Linked DNA regions of Mus musculus: all the other regions are linked to region 1. Evidence: chromatin contacts called from public HiChIP or PLAC-seq data. All regions are on one chromosome and are shown on one strand. Each heading gives the region's core, a stretch centred on a gene start, on an enhancer-like site or on the middle of the called end of the contact. The rest is flanking DNA. Distances are from core to core; before and after follow the strand shown.

Region 1 (2,864 bases), core at 355-2,854:
TTCTAGGTTGGAACTTACTATCTGAAGCCACCTGGATCCATGTTCCCAGCCAATGGTCACTCATATTAGGCTTGGAATAAATGGTCTCCTTTCCTTCCAAGGACAGAGCTGTGTTTTTAGCGGACACACCATACACAATTAAAGGCTGCAGAGCTGCTTTCCAGGACCCATCCATCTATACACACATTCCTCTTGTTTCTTAAACCAACACCAACTGGAAAAGCATCTGTGGATAAAATTTGTTTTCAGCTGAGTTAAAAGCATAGGTCCCCCAAAAATGGCCTGCTCGGGACCATAATCCCTGCTAGGCTGTCAGCAGGGGGGAGAGCTTCAACAGATGTCACCATCCCCAAGGCCTCCGGAGCTCATCGCGCTGTTAAAGGTCTCCTTCACAGGGGATGTCTATGGAAGTCGGGCGGCATAGCAACCATTTTACTCACAAGTGTAAAGTGTTAGAGTATTCACAGTTCACTCTCGCCATGGTTTTAGAGCAGGCCCACTATTCCACAGAGAAGGCGCTTTTGTCTGGTCTCCAGATGCAGAAACACACACACACATACACACACACACACACACACACACACACACACACACACACACACAAATACCCAGAGAACTATGCTTCTGCAGAGGTAATGAAGAGGAAATGGGAATACACAAGGGGGTCAGAAACTATACATACACACACATACACACACATACACATACATACATACATACATACATACATACATACACATATGTCATGGCAGACAGAGCTAGCATTCTACCCACAAGGTTAAACTGCTAGAGCATATTCACATGTAACAGACAAAGAACAGCACCCTCTCTCCTTCCCTTAGAAACCTCCACAGAACCTGTTTCAGCTCCCAGGGGACATCCAAGGAAACATGAAAACACGAGGACAGTGCTTTATGTGCTGGCTCGTGTCGGCTACCTCTGTTCTGGGGGCATGGATGATACTGGATTATTTGTGACACTACTTATGAGACCGACCTCAGGTTTTCAGTCTGAATGTTGGACTTTTTGCAACTCCTGCCATAGTTGGGGTGATAACACCACTTGTTGGAAACATTCCCCCCACTCATTTGATTGTCTTCCTGGCTTCCACACGCCCCGTCAGGTTTCATCTGGGACTAACGGGAGGGCTGAGGCCTGCAGTTGTCAATAACTAGGGAGCTCTAAGTCCAGGGTCTACCATGAAGTTCAGGTCCAACCCAGGCCATAAGCAACAGGGCTTCAGTAACTATACTTTTATCCTCTAAGGCAGTGACTCTTAACCTTCCCAGTGCTGCTATCTTTTAATACAGTTCTTCATCTTATGGTGACCCCACTCCAACCATAAAATTCTTTTCCTTACTACTTCATAATTGTAATTTAGCTGCTGTTATGAGTCCTAATGTAAATACCTGATATGCAGAATATCTGATATGCGACACCTGTGAAAAGGGTTGTGACCATCAGGTTGAGAGCCACTTTTCTAAGGGGACTAATATTTGCCATTACACTCATCCTCCCTTTTAAGCTGGCAACAATTTACAGATTATAAAGACACCCTGCTGTAGGAAGCTATGATAGCCACTAGGGGGCAGGATCACCTCACTGAATTCTCAACAACTGGCTGGCTCCACGCAGCACAAAGCTGGGGGCAGAGGGAGGAGAGCACACTGGTAATGGAGGTTTTGCTTGATTCTTGGCATTAGAAGGCAGCCTGCACTTTGGGGGAAGCCCGGGAAGCGTGCATGCACAAAGAGGCAGGGACTGAGTTCCTGCAGCCTCCTCTGCTGCATTGTTGGTTGTCCTGAGAAGGCAGGATGTAGAAAGCACCGAATGTGAAACAACACATTCGGTGGTGTGAAACAACACATTCTTTGTGTTTTTCCTTTTGCTGGTGGCCAAGGCACAACCCTAAACTTCATGGTCTATGAACGGAGACTGGGCCACTGCCAAGACAGACTGAGAAGCAAGCTACTCAGTGAGCATGACCACCACACTACTTATGCCTTAGAAGCCAAGGCCAATTTGCTGTTTTCAAACCGTTAAAAGCCGGCAGGGCCACTGAACCTGTAGAAAGCTAATCATAAGCCCGTTGTCACTGCAGGAGGTTAGAGATTTATCAGCTCAGAGCACAGAGGAAATTCTTGTTGACTTAGAATTTGAGGTCATATCCTCACCCAGATGGAGGGGAAACATACACGTGTGTGCCCAGGCTAATGATTCCTGGGACTCATCTCAGCGGGTGGCAGCTTGGACACATAAACCAACCAACCATAGTGATGCACTGCACTTAGCAAACAGCAGGCACTTAGCTCGAGTCTGCTCTGCAGACCTAATCTACTCAGTGTAGAGTCAGAACCCAGGAGACCTGGCACGGGGCATGAAACTGCTGAGCCTCTGGTTCTCCAGTATCTGCCCTACAAAGACGCATGCACAGAGCAAGGGTCTGGATGCTCTTTGTCAAAGTGGGGAAGCTTTTAGTGACACAGTGACACTCTTCCTATCCATCTTTGCCCTGCATAACAGGCTGGAAAAGTAGCTTCATTGCACTGATGAGCCAGTCCTGCACGAAGAGGGAAATGCTGGCCAGGCAACACAGCAGATGGATAAAAGATGAGCTCACTTGTCTAGGTAGCCCTGGAATTTAGACCTGGCCTCCTTACGTGCCAGGCTTGAGGGCTCGTCCAGTAAGAAGTGGACAGCCGCAAGCTTCCTTACCCTTAAGTTAAGGAGTTACTGAGACTGTGAAGTCTCTGTACCTCATGAAATGGTGGTAGATGTTTCTAAGACTCTTTAAATGGCTGTCTGAAGTGTTTACAAATAAGAGGTTCATCTCAGGCCCCATACAACACTGAGGGAGCACAATG
Region 2 (2,700 bases), core at 98-2,597, 160 kb after region 1:
TTCTATAAACTGAAAACTGTCCTAAATATAGTTTACCAATATTTTCAAGTAACTGACCAGAAGCATATGTGGGAGGAATTCCTATACCATGCCAGAAACTCGAGTTTAAAAATGATGGATAAGGGTTTGGCATGGGCACACATCTTTAACGCAAGAATTTGGGAAATAGAGGAAGAATCTGTCAGTTTGAAGCCAGCCTGGTCTACAAAGAGTTCAGACCAGAGAAGGATACATAGGGAGACCTTGTTTAAACATCACACACACACTCACACACACACACACACACACACACACACACACACACACGGCAGGGGGTCTTCTACATCGCACATCCCCCTATAAACAGGTGCTGTGCAGTGTGCAGCTCCAGGGACTAGAAATGAGACATAAGCTCTGTGATCAGGTTACTCAAGTCCTAGGCAGACCATCTACAATCAACAAAACACATCACGATATGTCCTTCCAATTTAGCTACAACCAGATATCAGGACGAGAGAAACCTGGCTATAATCGGCATTTGTAGTTTACTTCTCCTTGTGTAAAGCAAGAGCAGTAACTGACCACAGACAGAACCGCATTGCCTCTCTCAGGATGCTCCCATTCTTGGTTCATGCCAGTTAACCTGGCATTAAGAAACATGGACGGCCAGCAGTCCTGTGATTGGGCTCAGTGGCTATCTTTGTGGGCTCATAGGTTCCAACTGCCATTCAACCTGTCTAGAAAGCAGGACAGTTTCTCCACACTTCTTTCTACTCTCTGGAGCCCACAAAGCTCTGGGGCTCTGTCACTACTGCTCTTGCCCCTGTGACCTGTGGACCCACCTACCCAACTCCCCAACTTCATCTCTTGAGGATGAAGAGCCAGCGGGAGCAGGATGAAGATATAGAAAGAGCAGGCAGTTGTCCAGGTCACAGAATGAGGTGAGCTCATTGTCTGTCCAGGGTCCAGATGAGGATGACACCTCATATTCTTCATCTTCATGCTTGTTCATCCTCTTCAGATGCAGCTCTAACCTAACACTCTGGTCCTCTGCCCCCTGGCATGTCACTGAGGGAAACACCGTGGGCCAGGGCCATCTTCAGTCTCAGGATATCCATCCAAGGCCACAAACTGGACCGAAAACTGAGTAGCAGACACTAATGCAGGGCACCAGGACAAGGGCCCTCCCAGTGTCAACCCTTCCTCGGGTATGCTTCTACGGATGGTTCTACTCAGGAGTCTCTGAGCTGAGGCACCTCCTTCTGTGAATGTGCACCTACCAGCCAAGGCATGGCATCATGGAGGCTGAGTACTCTTCAGAAGGGTGGAGACTAGAGGACGACAGGCTAAGAGCCAAGGCATCAGGACACACCCTCATGGGGCCACGCATGTGCAGGCTCAAGCTGGCTCCATAAACACGTCCTATATAAGCCACACCTGTCTGCAGGTCTTTGTCCTGAACCCTATCAACACAGAAATTCTGCACATTCTGTCCTGTGCGTGGGAAGCTAAATCAAAAAGGATTGTCACAGGATGAATCTCACAAAAATATACCCAGCGGGCTCTAGCTGCTTGTCCTCCTCCTCATGGCAGCACCCAATAGAGTCGGGGTGACAAAAGGTGGCAGTAAAGGGTCAGAGCTGGCAGCTACAGAAAATCCCAGGAGAGAGCTATGGGCCCTGAGTTACAAGCAATAGATCTTGGGACCCATGTCCTTCTCTTGACCTGACCAGGGCCCCTCTGAGAGACCAGTCTGAGAGCCATTTTATGGCCTTGACTTGGCTTTGTCTGTGGCCTAATCTGTGGTTACCAAGGACAACCACAAACAAACATGGCTATGCCCAACCCACACCTGGCTATGTAGATGCCTGGAGCCTGCTGATGTTGATAACCTTGTCTCCGGGCCAGCAAGTCCTCAAGGAAGCAGAAGGGGCTTATGACCTGACACTAATTACACATGTGAATGGCAGTGTGCATATTTAAAACGCAGAGACTAGGAGGAAGGTGGGGGTGGGCTCTGTGATATAAAGCTTGCCTAGAATGTATGATTCCCCAAAATTGGGCCTTTTTTTTTTTTGAGAAATATGTGAGAAATATGTGAGTTGTTGTGACAGCCCATATATGACTAAAAGTCTGAGTGAGGGACCTGTGAGAGAGTTCTGATGTGTCAGTCAATAAGTATATGAATGTGCACATGTGTGTATGTGTGTGTATATACATGCATGCTTTGGGGGAATACATGCATGCTTTGGTCCTGAACCTTGGGCAAAAGGTAGAGTTTTAACCAACAAGTGAAGTGTATGTTGAAAAAGAAAGCTTCTGCCCCAGCCAGCCGCCTCTGCCCCTCACCATGGCCAGCAGGAGTCTCTGGTAAAGGAGGAGCAGGTCTACTATGACTACCACTCAGGAGGTCAAAGTCCCCAGGGAGAGAAAGGACTAGCCAGTTCAACACACTTCCATTCACACAATTAAGCCATGAATTCAACCCTGGCTGTCGTGTCCAATTAAATTTCATTCTGGCCAAGCCACGTCAAGAGTGATTATTTTTCTACCAATTTCTCTAAGAGATGCATGGTTAAAACCACTACATGCTACTACATAGAATAAAGGTATGTTTGCATCCAACCCTTTGTGAATCATCAAAAATTCCAATCCTGTTGGGTCCTGTGAATGAGCTCCCTAGAGCACCACAGAACCGTGGAAGAGTGGAGAGACATGCCC
Region 3 (2,700 bases), core at 53-2,552, 210 kb after region 1:
AGTCAAACACCATAGGAGCTCACTCACATGTGGATTATGAAAAAAGAATCTGGGGGCTGGAGAAATGGCTCAGCGGTTGAGAGTATTGACTGCTCTTCTGAAGGTCCTGAGTTCAAATCCCAGCAACCACATGGTGGCTCACAACCATCCATAATGAGATCTCATGCCCTCTTCTAGTGTGTCTAAAAACAGCTACAGTGTAATTACATATAATAATAAATAAATCTTTAAAAAAAGAAAAGAAAAGAAAAGAAAAAAGAGTCTGAGAGAAGTAGAGAAGTGAGAGTGGAGAGGTGATCAGCACCATCCTGGCAGGGGTGGGGGCAGGGTGGGGGCTGGGGGTGGGGGTGGGGTGTTCTGGGATTGACCAATGGGTACAAAGTTTTAGATGCCAACAAGTTCTGGGGTTTTATTGCACAGAATTCCAGAGTTGAGAATAGCATATCATATGTTGCAAGGTAGAAGATTTCAATGCTCTCACCACAAAAAATAATAAGCATCTAAGATGATGACATGCTAATAGCCCTACTGTTATCAGGATGCAATGCACATTCATTAAAAACCCCACGCTAGAGCTGAGAGACACACACCACTGTGTTCTATGCATATGTACAATTTCTATGTTCAAACTAACCAGTGAAAGTTAGAAATCAAACCTAACTTAAAGAAAACCTGTGCAGTTTCGCCAGGCCGTCTGCTAAGGAGAACCTACCGAAGCCTGATTTACATCCAGGTCCTGGAGGGCACAGCCAGCAGTTCCTCCAACATGGAGACACTCTTGGCTGTTCCTAGAGTCCACAGGGAGACCCCTGGATTACCCCTGGTCCTTTCAGGCCTCCTCGGCTCTTCCAGACCAGAAACAACCCAACTTCCCCTGTTGGGGCCAGCACACAACAACAAAACCATATATAGACCCTGAGCAGGGAAGACAGCACATCATCAGAGGGGCCTCCCAGGGCCAAGACAGGCCATAGTGACCCTCAGACACCCCTGAAGGGAGTGGACAGAAACATCCTAAACTGAACCAACTCTCCCTCAATCATTTATAGCACAAACCCTGGGGCCAGCTCCCAGATGCAGTATGTCTTCAAAATCCCCCATGGGGCTCACAGCTACAGCTGAGATGACACACTAGGAGCAACGGACTTGGGAACAAGAAGCCCAGAGCCTGGGACATTCCCCCAGCAGGCATGCCTAAAGGGAAGTGGGCAACACACAATGGCCGCAAAGACCAGGATGCCTTGGTAGACTCCAGCCAGTCCAGCAGTGCAACCACCGGTTTATTATTAACTTCACTGAGTCACGGTTTCTTCATTGGTTACTGCTGAGCGATCTCAAAGACTTCTACTGAATGTTAATCAGACACTCCAGGAGGGGTTATGTTCCCGGCTGCCAACTCCCCCACCCCTCCCCAAGCCCCACCCCCAGTTCTGTTTTCATCAACACAACAAGTTTTAGCTACTTATTATCAAAGTCTTCCGAAGGTGAGACTACTGCTCAGGTGGCTGTGAGTCAGCATTTTCAGGGAGTCCAGACTCACAGCAGTAACATCCCCCTAACCCCACCATGGAAATGGCCTTGAGGTTCAGCCCCCAAGTGTTCATGAGTCTGGCAGAGCACTGATACAGGAGGCCAACACATAACTACCACACAAGGGGCACCCCAGCCTCCCACCTCCTACCCCTACACAGCTACTCAGCAAAGGCAGGAGAGCAGGACAAAGAGCTCTCAACTTACCAAAGAGTTTGAGTAGTTGCTTGTCATTTTAAAACATCACTGGAAGCTGGGCGTGGTGGCGCACGCCTTTAATCCCAGCACTTGGGAGGCAGAGGCAGGTGAAATTCTGAGTTCGAGGACAGCCTGGTCTACAGAGTGAGTTCCAGGACCATGCAGAGAAACCCTGTCTCACAAAAACAACAACAACAAAAAAAATTCACTGGAGGAAAAAATATGTATAACACAGGACTGGCAATCTTCCTAATCATCCTTTATTTAAAAAAAAAAAAAAAAGAAGAAGAAGAAGAAGGGGGAGGAGGAAGAAGAGGGGGAGGAAGAGAAGAAGAGGAGGAAGAAGAGGAAGAAGAAGTTGAAGTTTATAGCCATCACTGTCCTCACATTGGGCGGAGATGGCACTGGCTTGGTCAGTATCCCTTTACTGCTATATCTACGTCTCAGCTCAGGGCACACCAGCCTGCAGGAACGGGGTGGGTGTTCTCACTGTGTCCCTCAGACCGCATCCCATGAGTCTCACACAAATGGCATTAGAAAAGGAGTGTGTAAATCAACAGAGACAGCCACTAGGTTTAAGGTGACTGTCACTGGAGGCCACACCCCTGGGTTACACCCAGGGTTGGGTCTTTGGAATGCAAGGCCTCCTATCAGCTGCCCTTTGAATTTCTGATTAGCTGCTTAGGGACCATTTCTCCATTCATGCATTCCAGAGCTTACTGGACAGTGGAAGGGGCAGAGACTCCTTAAACCTAAAGTGACTAAAGGGACTTTCCTCCAGAAAAAGAAAAGAGAGAAAGCCATGTGGAAGAATGCCCAGAGGATAGGGAGAGGGAGTTTGGAGCAGAGAACCCAAGGAAGAACTAAGGGACTCAGGTACCCAGCACTCCAAAATGACAGGGGCTAGGCATCTGCAGGGGACCTCGGAGGCAACATCCCCAGTGAATGGCGCATCAGACATGAGGAATAAAG

Evidence for each region. HiChIP or PLAC-seq counts read pairs in DNA pulled down with a chosen protein or histone mark.
Region 2: a FOXA1 HiChIP or PLAC-seq map of pancreatic cancer cells shows a contact between it and region 1. The contact joins two enhancer-like sites. A contact is called at or near these places in 1 of 115 datasets of contacts at active chromatin or transcription factors (pancreatic cancer cells) and 1 of 9 other capture datasets (pancreatic islet).
Region 3: a contact with region 1 is called in a FOXA1 HiChIP or PLAC-seq map of pancreatic cancer cells. The contact joins two enhancer-like sites. A contact is called at or near these places in 1 of 484 Hi-C or Micro-C datasets (granulosa cells) and 1 of 115 datasets of contacts at active chromatin or transcription factors (pancreatic cancer cells).

Annotation. Positions count from the first base shown.
Region 1 is chr11:8,422,822-8,425,685 of GRCm38.p6, forward strand. No RefSeq gene overlaps it. Among named protein-coding and RNA genes, the nearest start is that of Tns3, 240 kb to the right of the region's middle. Within about 2 kb of position 1,605, at least 83 of the 459 cell types and tissues checked have an H3K27ac peak or open chromatin away from gene starts, as enhancers often do. A contact at or near this core is called in pancreatic cancer cells, where this site is marked.
Region 2 is chr11:8,580,949-8,583,648 of GRCm38.p6, forward strand. The region is part of intron 3 of Tns3 (tensin 3); the gene reads right to left. Among named protein-coding and RNA genes, the nearest start is that of Tns3, 82 kb to the right of the region's middle. Within about 2 kb of position 1,348, at least 55 of the 459 cell types and tissues checked have an H3K27ac peak or open chromatin away from gene starts, as enhancers often do. A contact at or near this core is called in pancreatic cancer cells, where this site is marked.
Region 3 is chr11:8,633,634-8,636,333 of GRCm38.p6, forward strand. The region is part of intron 1 of Tns3 (tensin 3); the gene reads right to left. Among named protein-coding and RNA genes, the nearest start is that of Tns3, 30 kb to the right of the region's middle. Within about 2 kb of position 1,303, at least 78 of the 459 cell types and tissues checked have an H3K27ac peak or open chromatin away from gene starts, as enhancers often do. A contact at or near this core is called in pancreatic cancer cells, where this site is marked.